Regions from separate parts of the Sus scrofa genome. Here region 1 is linked to region 2. Evidence: chromatin contacts called from public promoter capture Hi-C data. All regions are on one chromosome and are shown on one strand. Each heading gives the region's core, a stretch centred on a gene start, on an enhancer-like site or on the middle of the called end of the contact. The rest is flanking DNA. Distances are from core to core; before and after follow the strand shown. Region 1 holds the start of PREP (prolyl endopeptidase). Region 2 holds the start of BVES (blood vessel epicardial substance).

The links. Promoter capture Hi-C pulls out the DNA fragments that hold promoters and counts their contacts.
Region 1: a contact with region 2 is called in a promoter capture Hi-C map of fetal liver, with 3 times the contacts expected there. The contact joins the promoter of PREP here to the promoter of BVES in region 2. A contact is called at or near these places in 3 of 5 promoter capture datasets (fetal liver, fetal skeletal muscle and liver), 6 of 47 Hi-C or Micro-C datasets (embryonic fibroblasts, fetal heart ventricle, heart right ventricle and 1 more) and 1 of 2 datasets of contacts at active chromatin or transcription factors (skeletal muscle).

The regions. Positions count from the first base shown.
Region 1 is chr1:71,634,620-71,640,629 of Sscrofa11.1, forward strand. PREP (prolyl endopeptidase) reads right to left here and starts at 1,526. Exons shown (of 15, transcript NM_001004050.1): 1 at 1,290-1,526. The coding sequence starts at 1,334.
Region 2 is chr1:71,356,834-71,362,750 of Sscrofa11.1, forward strand. BVES (blood vessel epicardial substance) reads right to left here and starts at 3,422. Exons shown (of 8, transcript NM_001348416.1): 1 at 3,238-3,422. It overlaps LOC106508909, which reads left to right and starts at 2,579. Exons shown (of 6, transcript XM_021084573.1): 1 at 2,579-2,661; 2 at 2,756-2,939; 3 at 3,246-4,127. The coding sequence starts at 2,579. The coding sequence ends at 3,998.

The DNA of each region.
Region 1 (6,010 bases), core at 276-2,775, 280 kb after region 2:
CTAATAGTTCATACTATTAGGGAGGGAAGGCCTGTAGCAACAACTAAGTGATCTGCCAAAGGGCATCCAGTGAGTGAGTGACAAAACCAGAACTAGCGTTCAGGTCTTCTTATTTGGTTTGTCCTCTTTTTCATTCTGGCTGGATCACTTTACTCCCCTACACAAAGGCCACAACTCTTTCAACCACAGGGATAGAGCTTCTTGGGCTGATAGAGTAAATTTAATAAGCAAGCAGCTGAACAGACTGAGAAAACATGGTTACCAGATGGCCACAGGTCAAAGAAAGCAGGAATGCATCAGTGCCACTTGGAAGTCTTAATTGAAAACAATATGTCCTTTACTCTAAAGCCCCGGTACCCTTTACCCCCAAATGAGATGCGCTTTAATGTACAGACTTTCTGGCATAAATCGGGCCAAAGCAAGCAGAAAAACAAACAAAAACAAAAATTAGAACTATATTATGCAAAAATCTTTTTATTCGGATTCTATTTTAAGTAATCCGAGGAATTTACCTTTTCCTAAGAGAATCAGGCCAACAACATTTGAATTTTTTCCAGTTCCTAAAATGCCAAACTAATTTTTACACACAAAAAAAGTGTTTGCCCAGAATTCCACCCAGGGGATCTCAACAGTGACCCTGAGCTCACGGACAGCTTAGGTAAATGGTGGGCAACCCCCGCAATAGGCAAAACTTCATCCTGAAAAAAGCCATCCTCTCTCCCTTCTAAGACCTCCTCTCACCCCCATCAACTAACTCCTGCTCCTGTTTAGGAACACTTGGATCAGCACTACCGGGCCCTGCATTCCCAGCACCCGCAGCCCAGCACCTGGCCAGGGACAGGGTAAGCGCTCCACACACGTTTTAAAATCGAATGAATGAACTTCAACTCTAAGTGTTTTTATTTCGTAAGTTGAAAAAGTTTGCTTTTGTTTTAAGATTGTACATAATCTGCATGCACAAACACTTTGTCTCCCTACCATATTGAAGCAAAAGCCTCCTCTGCTAAAAAGCAGTGACACGTTCTGTCTTCCCGCTCCCTTAAGACGCCCATTCCCACCTGGGCGTCTGCCCTTGACCCCGCGGATTGCAGGAAGCGGCCCTGCGGGCTGACCACGGGCTCAGCCAGCCAGCAGACGGAGGGTGACGGCCACCAGGGCCCCCGCGGCTCGGGAGGAGCCCAGCGCCCCCCGCCGGGTCTCGCAAACAAAGGCCGAGGGGGAGGGGAGGGCGTAGGGGGCGAGGGGCCGCGAGTGGTGGGGAGAGGGCCGCGCACCGCTGGGGTACTCACGGCGGTCTCGTCGCGGTACACGTCGGGGTACTGGAAGGACAGCATGGCTGGGGGCGCGCGGGGGTGGCCTGGGGGGCGCGGACTCCGGAGCGATGTCTAGTGGGCCGGGCGGGCAGTGGGGCGAGATATGCGCTGGGGCCGGGCAGGCGGCGGTGGCGGCGGCAGCGAGCGGGCGGCTCTCGGTCAGGCCTCGCACGACCGGACCGGCGGCGCGGCGGCGAGGACGTGAGGGAAGCAGGAAGCAGCTGTCGGCGAGGCCCGGAGCCCCTCCCCGGCGGGCGGGCCCAGAGGCTGCGGCGGCGGCAAGAGGGAGCGGGCGGCGCCTTGCGTGCGCCAGGCCGGGCGCACAGCTCCCTCTGCAGGAACGCCGGCCGCGCCCGCGCCCGCGCCGCCCGGGCCCACGGACCACTGCGCCTGGCGCGCGTCGCACCCACGCCCGAGCCACCGCACCAGACACCCCGTCACGGCGCCGGCCACACGCCGGCCGGGGACACGCCCAACACGCCGCCCCCGGCCCACAGCGCCCGCCACACGTGCGGTCACGCCGGCGAGCCCACCACGCCCCCTCCCTCTCCCGCCCCGCCCCCTCCGAGTCTCCCCGCTGCCGCTTAGCTGCAGCCAAGCTCGCTGCCCGCCCTCCTCCCTGAGCAGAAGGAACAGCAGGGTTTGCTTACTCGATCCCCCCATCTTCCTATTCCCGGGCTGAGAAGGGGCCTCGCCCCCGCGTTGAAAGCGGAGGGCTTGAGATGACCTAGTTTCCACCGCCTGTGGCTCTGGACTTGGAAAGGAAGGAATAATGGATCATGAGGACCAGGAAGGAAACACATCTCTCCTCTCCTGAGCACCCCTGGAGGGCGCTGGGTAGTTGGGCATCCGCACCGTGGAGGTGGGATGAGGCGTGGGTAGGACGACGGTTGAGCCCTTATCTGAGGTTTGCCAGTTGAAAGGGGACAGAGGTGGGAAGACTGGAAATCATCTTGGGTCTTTTGTTCATCCTACTGGTTCTTTTATCCCTTTCCTGCGTTTGTTGATTGAGCATCTTTTATCATGTATTAGATGCTTGACCTCAAACCTATGAAATTTTAATAGTTAGATTTACTCATCGTCGGCCTAGTGATAGGAGTTCTGGTCTTGCTTTCTGGACCATCGAAAAGAAGCTTTATGGCTCCAGTTATCATAGTTGGAGTGTGTGTCAATGTGTTTTGTACTCCTGGCTTCTTAAAAGTCCTGGGAGGAGGGCAGGGGTGTGACAAGAAAGTCGTTCAGGTCCTGAATTCCAGGTGGCCGAGGTAATTACTGTGACCTTGTGTCTTCTGTCCTTTTTATTATCATCCCAGTTCCGTGCCTCACCGGTAGGTCAGTGTTTTTGTTCAGGTTGGGGTGTTTGATAATCATGTTTCACAGTTGTTTCCAGACCCACCCTTCTTGAGCAACTTGAGAATCCTCAGTTCTGGGAGAGCTCACACTATTGATGCCCACTTTGTAAAAAAAACAAAACACAGGGACTTAGCATTCTGCAGCCCAGTCACCACTCCTTGCCTTGCTTGCCTGTCACCTGGCCCAAGGGCTGCCAGGCCTTGCTATTGCTTCTGCAACTTGTGGGGGTTTTAAGAGTAACCCAGGAATACCTGGCCCAGTAAATCCCCTAACAACAGCAACAACAGTAATGGTTAATGTTTATTGAGTGCTTCTAATATGCCAGGAAATTACCTTATTTAAACTTTATGAGATAAGAACTAATAGTATCCTGATTTTACAGTTGAGGAAAACTGGGGCTGCCTTTAGCCCAGGACTTCACAAGGGGGGGGGGGCGATATTCAAGATTCCAACCCAGGTCACTCTGATGCCCTCCTTCTTCCTAAATAGGTAGGACTCTGGTCTAAAGCACACCTGTTAGTAGGTGAAACTTCCCTAGGACTTCATTTTATCAGGACCTAAGGTAGAAATGAGAGGAATTATGATTTCCAAAGGACAAGCCACATCTCAGGGATCATCCTCTGTTCCCTTCCAGGCAGTTATCCTGGTGCCCAGTACCTCTAGGCCCTGAAAGCCAAAGGTTTGTATGTGGCCCAGCAATAGGTAGTCTGCACCTGGAGTGATGTGCTTCCAAGAGGAGGACACCACAGCCCCATTCCCCTCCCGCCGGCCAGACTGATCGTCTGCTACCTTTGTTTACCATGTACTTGATATGCATTGTCTGCTTTAATCCTCCTTAACAAAGCCCATTTTGCAGATAAGGCAAAGGAATCTCAGCAGCTTTAAAGGAACTTGTCCGACGTTATCACACAGCTAGCAAGGTGGGTCAGCTCTACCTTGACCCTAGAAAATGAAGAGAAGTCAAGTATTTGGGCCATCTCAGACATGGAATTCTACCTCTAGAATAAGCGCCAGGGTGCCCTTTGACCTCTGCCACTGCACACCATTTCCAGGGGAGTTATAAAATTAACACTGACAACTCATGCTCTAAGCTAAAACAACCCATTCCTGCAACACAAGGCCTTTGGGGGATGGGGACCAGCAGAGATACAGAAGTGACCTCCAGGGAAGACAGCAGCCCCTTCTCTATTGCCTGACCTCAAACTTTGTAACCTACTTAGTTAACCAGAGTCACCCTCCCAAGGAGCCAGCTAGCGGTCATTTACTGATGCTTGGCTATCTCAACCCCACTGCAAGTTCTTCTCAAATACTACCCCCAACCAACCAGAGTGGATTTCTGGTAAATGCACAGGGATGCTTAGCCGAGGGGGTGAGTTCAGACAGAAATCCACTTCACTCTCCACTTGCCACCCTGTGCACGCAAGCACTGGCTGCATTCACCCAGAGTAAGGGGGGTCTTAATAGCCTCACAAAGGTCCACCAGCAAGGGGCTGCATCTGCTCAGGGGAAGCCTGTTTTTCTTAGTCACACAAGAGTGCCACCTTGTTAGCTAGCACCACTTAAAGACTGATGCTTCAGGTGCTTGCCTGGATAATCCATCCTTTAATTTGACTGGTTTCCAGGTAACCAGCTAACCTGACTAATTGGTGGAATGCAGTCATTTCTGATTACTTTCCCCCAAAGATTGATATTACTTTTTTCAGTGTGACATTTAATTAAAATTCATATATGTTACTGTGTCTCTAATCTCTGTGAAGCATCATGAAATGTGAAATAGTGCCTAGAATAAAAGTGAGGTTCCCTTCCTGGCCCTGCCACTGTTTCACTAGCTTTGAATGAGCCCTTATATCATCACTATTTTAAATCTACAACAGGGGAGAATTGGATCAGGTGGTTTCAAAGAATTCTAAGATTCTTTAGTTCTAATTAGGAACTCAGGTGAAGATGTAGGACCCTCAAAGCTAACTCTGGAATTAAGAACAAAATTGGGGGAAGGGGGGGTTCTCATTGTGTATCAATGGGTTAAGAACCTGACATAGTATCCATGAGGATGTGGGTTTGATCCATGGCCTTTCTCAGTGGATTAAGGATCCGAGGTGCCACAAGCTGCAGCTTAGATCTCAGAAGCAGCTCCAATTCGACCCCTAGCCTGGGAGCTTCCATATGCCACAGATGTGGCCATTAAAAAAAAAAAAAAGAAAAGAAAAGAATGAAATTTCCCTGGGGGAGTGCTGTCCATACCTTGTGGACAGATGAAACAGAGAGTAGGCAGTAATTGTCTATTTACCTGAAAGGGCTTTCTCTAGTTTTCTTCTGTTTTCAAACCATCTACAAGCACAGATTTGGCTCAGAGGTCATTGCTGGGCCTGTGGTTCTTACTAAATTCATAGATCTGGTTTTTTAGGAATTGTCAGTTTCCCTTCTAATAACCTTCTTTCAATATAGCCACGTGGTTAAAAGGATAGGTGAGGTGTCTGGAATTACAGCTCTGAAATCTCCACTCCCTCCTTCCCCTCTCAGCTTAATTCCTAATTGAATGAAATACCAGAATGAGAGAATAGGGCTGATTTAAATCCAGATAAAAAATTGGGGCAGAGAAAGTGGATCAAGAATGATTATGGAGTATTTTGCCACTTCAGTTCATGGAGTTTATTTATACCATTTTTAATGAGGCTCCCAAGTTAGGTATATTTCCAAATCAGGAGAGAGAAATCTTTTTCCTATTTTGTTATGAAGAGAAAAATCAGATGTGGCCCCCACATTTAAAATGAACTTGTTTCATTTAAGTAAAGAAAGATGAAATGATCTATTCATCTGTTTTAAAATTAGAACTTAGTACCTTTCAGTAAATACAATATGCAATACAGAAATGTGTCTGTTGAAAATTCTTGGCTGTAAAAGAAGAGAGCCAGGAGATTAGAAAGGAACGGAGAGAAAAAGAAAATGAGATAGACAAAGCAAGATAGACAGCAGCCTAGATTTTATGTGGTCAAGAACAGTAAAGATAAGCACAAAAATATAATATGGAGACATGATAAACACATGAAAATGCATGCAGAAAACCAGAGGTTGGACACATAGAGAGAGAGTCTTGTACAAAACAACACCTCATTATATGGCATTTAGAATGTTGGTGTTAAATTTTAAGGTCTTGTTGGAACCTTTACAACTCTGGGGTAATAATGATGGACCATTGGTGTTTTTCTCAGCTGAAAGTAAGCAGAGTATCTGATCTATACACAAGAGGTTCTTTGCCCTGTTCAGCACCTTTGGGTCTCCCTGGATTTATTGAGACGCAACCAGCCTGTTTTTCCATTTACTGCTGCTTCTCTCATGCAGTCCTC
Region 2 (5,917 bases), core at 2,172-4,671:
TACATTCCATGTTCTCGCATATGCACATGGTAAATACATTATTTATTTATAGAGAGTCTCTGTAGAGAGAGACTTTACATTTACTCCTTCTCTACCTGCCTAAAGATCTAAAAATAATAAATAAAAATCTACTTTCTTTCCCATAAAAATTCTAACTGGTAGCATCTCACAAATTGGAAAGTAGTAAATTTCCTTACATGGAGGAGGAGTCGTGAATGTACATTTGCCTACTTAGTATTAGAATCTGTAGCAAATACATTTCAAAGAATATACATTTTACACATGCCTACCTAAGCCTTAATGCAAAGGGCCATTATTTCCTGACTATATGATCTGTCTTTGTTTCCTGGTACTTAAAAAAACTCTTCCTATTATTAATTATACAAATTGGCCCCTGTCAAAAATTATGTAGTTTTACAGAATGTTTGAATTGCTCTGTTTCAGAGAAAGAATTCCAAACAGGGACCCAAAATACCTTTAGATTGAATTTAGAAATATGAATTTCTTTCCAAAGAAGAGTGTGCCATAAGCCTTACTTTTCCATTTTTTTTATTACTAAAAAAAAACAAAACAAAAAAAAACAAAACAAAAAAAAACTAAAGGTTTTAGGTGGTAGAATAAATTGCATTGGGTTGGGCTTTTTGAAAGGATGTTAACAGATTAATGTGAAATAATTCCATATCTCTTAAGATAATGGAAAAACATACATACCCAAATTTATAAATTATGAATGAAATGATCAAGTCAATTAAAGAGCTCTTTCTATAATTCTAAAACAGATCATAAATACGAGAAATAGCTGAATTAGATATAGATTTGGTACAAAAAGGAAAGAAATCATAAAAGTTCAACTACTTTCCAAGTGTTTTTTTCACGTCAGTATACTTGATGTGTATTACATAAGTTATAGGTGCACAATCTAGTGATTTACAATTTTTAAAGGCTATCATTTATAGTTATAATAAAATACTGGCTATATTCCCTTCTTAATCCCCTTCTTTCCAAATGTTTGAGACAATAAAAATATAAGCCTATTGGGATGGGGAGGCATCATTATTTCAAAAACTCAATTTATAAAAAGTTTGTTTTCAAGAACCAAGCCAGACTCAATCTCATCATTTCTTCAGGAGGAAGAATGATATTAAATGTCCTGCAATACTCATGATGTCAACATTAGCTTATGCATTAGCATTATGTAAGCTAATAATAATTACCATTTCTAGGCAGTTTAGAAGGTGCTTTCACTCCCACTGTCCCATTTGTTCCTCTAATTACCCTATGTTCTTTATGGGGCAGGGACAGTGTCACATTCGTCTAGGTATATCCAAGGCCTAGACTCTGCAGAGAATGCCAGAGGCAGACGTGAAAGCCATATGGAAGAAGTTACAAAAGAATGACAAACACTTTTGGAAATTACTTTTCGGTCGCCCCAAACCTCAGTGGTAAAGACAAGAGAGTACCAAGCCTTCCTGAGGTTGAGAGGGTGAGGTTCTATACCACAAGCCCCAGGGAGACACATAAGCCAGGGGAAGTCACTTCTGCTCCTTGGGTCACCTTTTTCCTCGGAATTGAGACAACTGGATATGTTATCTTTGAAAGCCCTCCCAGTTTTACTAGTCTGTGGCTCTAACTCATATTTCTATAGTCAGTTAATGAATACATATTCCCCTTTAGATTCACTTATTACACCTACTGCCAACTAAACCACTGTAATTAAATTTCAAGCTTTTAAAAGTTCTCCAAGTGGCACTAAAGAATTAATTTCTGGTCAAGAGAAATGACAGGAAAACTATGATCTACTAACCCAAGAACCAAGGACACAGTAATATGAATCTTTAAAAGATGAGATAATCCTACAACACATTTTGATGCACCGCAATGTATTAAAAATATATAGTCCATATATTCATTTTATTTTCTCTATGTATTACATATTGCATAGTAATTAACATAATATATGATTCATTTTTGTATGTTTATAACATACAAAGTCTATTATTTACCTATGTATACTTACCTGTGTCTCTATTTTGAAACACCAGTAACCTATTGTCAATAAATATCGATCGGATCTTGCCGATTTCAGCTTCTTTTGACCACTACTTAAAGGAATTATGTGGCTTAAGCTGAACTATCCTTTATGCTGAGAACGAATTGATCTAACAAGGAAAAGTTAGACAGGTAAGTTGAGAAACGTTCAGATTAATTTTGACGAAATCAAGGCAAATTTTCTTTCTCCTATTAGTTCCCGGAGTCAAATTCCTTAAAGTCCCTGTTCTAGTAAAGTCCTGTATATCTACTGGTTTTCAAATAGGTGTGTGCAGGGCTGAACAGATAAAGGCGGAACTAACATTAACCCTTCACCAACCTACAGAATTGAAAAAGGTAACAGCGGTGAGCAAAAGTGGTGCTGGTAGACTCGCTCAATTCATTCTGCAATTCTAACTGAACCTTGGCATATCTTCGGAATGGCAAAAGGCATTAAGTTGCTAAGAGTCTTTTCACACTTATTCTTGCCTCAAAGCCAACAGTTTCTGGGACTTGTCCGGCCAGCAACCGGTTTCCTAAAGCCTCAAAAATGAAGGCGCGGGTGGATCACGGGTTCTCCAGCTATCTGCGCTCCCCAGGCGCCCTGTTCACCTTGCTCCTTAATGAGAGAGGGTCAGTGTCAGCTCTTCTTGACCCGAAGCTCTCGGGCTCCGGGGTGTGGGTAGTGAGCGCCTTGACCCACTTCGCATTCCCTGCGCCAAGCCAGGGCGGGCGGTACCGTGCGCCTAGCGGCCCTACAGGGGGCGAGGAGGAGCCGTAGTAGGTTCGCGGACCGGGAGCCCCGGGAGCCTCGCCGGGAGAGGAAAGGCCAGGCTCATCCACGGCTTGAGGGCAGCAGAGCGCGGGAATGGCCACCCGATGAGGCCGGAGCGCCCGAGGACGCTGGCGCTGTCAGACCCGAGTGGCGGCAGCTGACACCTGAGGGTCTCTGAGCGCGAAGCCCAAAACCGGGGTGAAGGGCGGCTTCCAAGGACAGGGAACCCCGGGAAGGCGCGGCTAGAAAGGCGAGGGCGGGGATCCCGGCGGCCGAGGCTTGGAAAACAGGCAGCCGCTGCCCGGGAGTGCAAAGTTGCTCCCAACCGAGCAGGGATCCAACTTTCGGTTCCCGATTTAGCCGGGGGAGAGCTGGGCTGCAAACAGCCGGGCGCGCTGGGGGAGCCGCCGACAGCTGCGCCTCCCGCTCCTTACCTGGCTAGTCCCTGGAGCAGAGCCTGGGCGGCGCTGGCCAAAGTTTGGGGAGTCAGCGGCGGGACGCGAGGGACACGGACGCGACGGCTCGACGGGCGCCAGACGCGAAAGCCTCGGCGGATCCGCGGGTCAGAAGGCTGCTGCGCGGATGCCGGGTCCCAGCGCTGGCAGCGGCTTTGACTAAAATAGGCATAGCGGAGACCGCAGCCAGGGCTGGGGCCGCACCGCGCACGCGCCCGGCGCCCCGGCGCCCCCCGGCGGGCGGAGTCCCCGGCCTTGGCCAGGACTCCCCGCCCGGCTCTTCCAAGTCGCCGCCGCGTCTGCACAAGCGTGGTACATTTGAAACACCCGCTTCTTTCTTTCCTGGTTTCCTCCCTACTTCTCGGTTCTGTCCTTGTTTGGGCATGAGTGGGGGGCGAGGAGCGTTTTGGGGTCAGCGGCGTTGGTTGCTCATCTCCGTGGGGATAACTCGAGCAACAGGGTTCTCGCAGAGAGAGCAATCAGGAATAGAAGAACTAGATCCTTCTTTTCCCCACAAAATCAAACGACCCATTCGCACAATTCCTTTCTGGGACAAACGCCAGCATCTCCGCACAAGCCGGAAGAACCGGGAGAGTGCGCAATCGGCGTCCGAGCATGGCAGCGAAGGTTGGCCGTTTGGTCCACAGGGACGCGGGACAGCGCCTCCGGGGACCCGGCAAGGAGCGGGAGCAAGCCAGCCCTGCTGCTGCAGGGGCACTTGGAAGGGCGCGTCGACCTGAGCCACGGTTTTATTTCCATAGAAGGAGGATACTTATCCGAAATTTACATTCTCGTGGAGGCGCCTGGCCCTCAGCTGTAGGCAAAGCTCCATCTGAATCTGGCACGTGTGTTTGGCATTGAAAACCAAGGTATGAAAGTATGGTCCAATCCATCATTACTTTTATAGAGGATCGTTCTTTTGGGTGAGGAATGCTGGGTGAATTAATGAAGAATTGGTATAGGGGAGGAGTTGGAGGACAAAAGAGTAAGTAAGGTTAGCTAGGCATTCAGTTTCCAGCCAGAAGTGTCCCGTGGACGGATAGAATTTGTGCTGATTATAAGAAGATGAGGTTTTTCCTGCGTGCCAAACATGACCTAAAGACCACAAGTACGTTATAAAGTGAGTACCTGGGTGTGCACACGCGCCAAGTCTGTCTAGTGGAGAAGCAGCGTCTTCAAGAACCTGGGCGATAGTGCTGCACAGGCCAGGTTTGAATCCTGCCTCTGCTACCAACTGACTGTGTGACCTTGGGGAAGTTACGTGGCTTTTCTGTGTCTGTTTCCTCTTGTGTTGAGGACTAAATGGCTAGATATATATAAGAGGCTTAGAATGGTGTGTGGTACATAGTAAATTCTATGTATGTGAATATATATTCTACTTACAAAGCTCTGTCTCTCACATTTGAAATTTGCTCTAACGGCCCAAGATTCATTTTCAAGGCTGCTTCTTCAGAGTCTTTTTCTTTTTAGCTGCTTGGCCAGCCATTTTGATAGCTACCACTACGTACATATTAAGTAAGGTTTAGTAATAAATGTGCATAAATCTATCTTTGCATGGATATTTGAGGATGGCTTATAATGACAAACACTGGAAATAATCTAAATTCTAACTATAGGGGACTAAGTAAATTATAGGACATCCAAACAATCTTGTTCTAAGCAGCCATTAAAATTGATTTATAAACAGATATTAGAGACATAATAACATCTGCTAATTATATAGAACAGAGGTTAGCAAACTCTGGCTCAAAGGCCTAGTCCACTGCCGATTTTTGCACAGCTCATGAGCTAAAATGGTTTTTACATTTTTTAATGGTCCAAATCACCAAAAGAAGAGTATTTCATGACATGTGAAAACGATATGAAACTCAAATTCACTGTCCATAAAGTTTAACTGGAACCCAGCCCCACGCTCGTTCATTTATGGCTGCTTTTGTGCCAAAAGGCAGCATTGAGGAGTTGTGGCAGAAACTATATGAACTTGCAAGGCCTAAAATATTTACAATCTGGGTCTTTACTGAAAAAAAGTGTACTGCCCCTTGATAGAGGATGTATTTTGTGCCAGGCAGTATTATACATGGTTCAGATATATTAAGCCATTGAATCCTCATGGAAAACTCTGTGAAGAAGTAGCTTCTGTTATTAATCTCCATTTTATAGCCAGGAAACTAAGATAACAGCAAGGTCGAGTAGGCTGCTCAGGCTCACACAGCTAGTGAGAAGCTGGGCCAGGATGTTAACCGGGCAGTGTAGTTCTGGAACTTACACTCTCGTCCGCTACCTATATAGTTTCTGCCACCTTCTATCACTGCCTACACTGCCTCCTGTACAAAGATGTTAAATAGAAAAAGGCAAGTTACAAGAGTGAGAAGAACATGACAACTCATCCATGATGTTAAAAGACTAAAATGCTTATGTTCCTTGCCTCAGAGTGTTGAGATTATAAATGATTTTTCATTTTTCCCTCCTTCCTTCCTTTCCACCTTCTCCCCCTCTCTCTTATCTCCCTCCTTTCTTCTCTCCCGTCCTTCCTCTCTCCCTCTTCATCTTCTAACTTCTGCTCTTCCTCCTGCTTCTTTTTTAAATTGAAGTATAGTTGATTTACAATGCCGTGTTAATTTCTGCTGTACAGCAAAGTGATTCAGTTATACATATATCT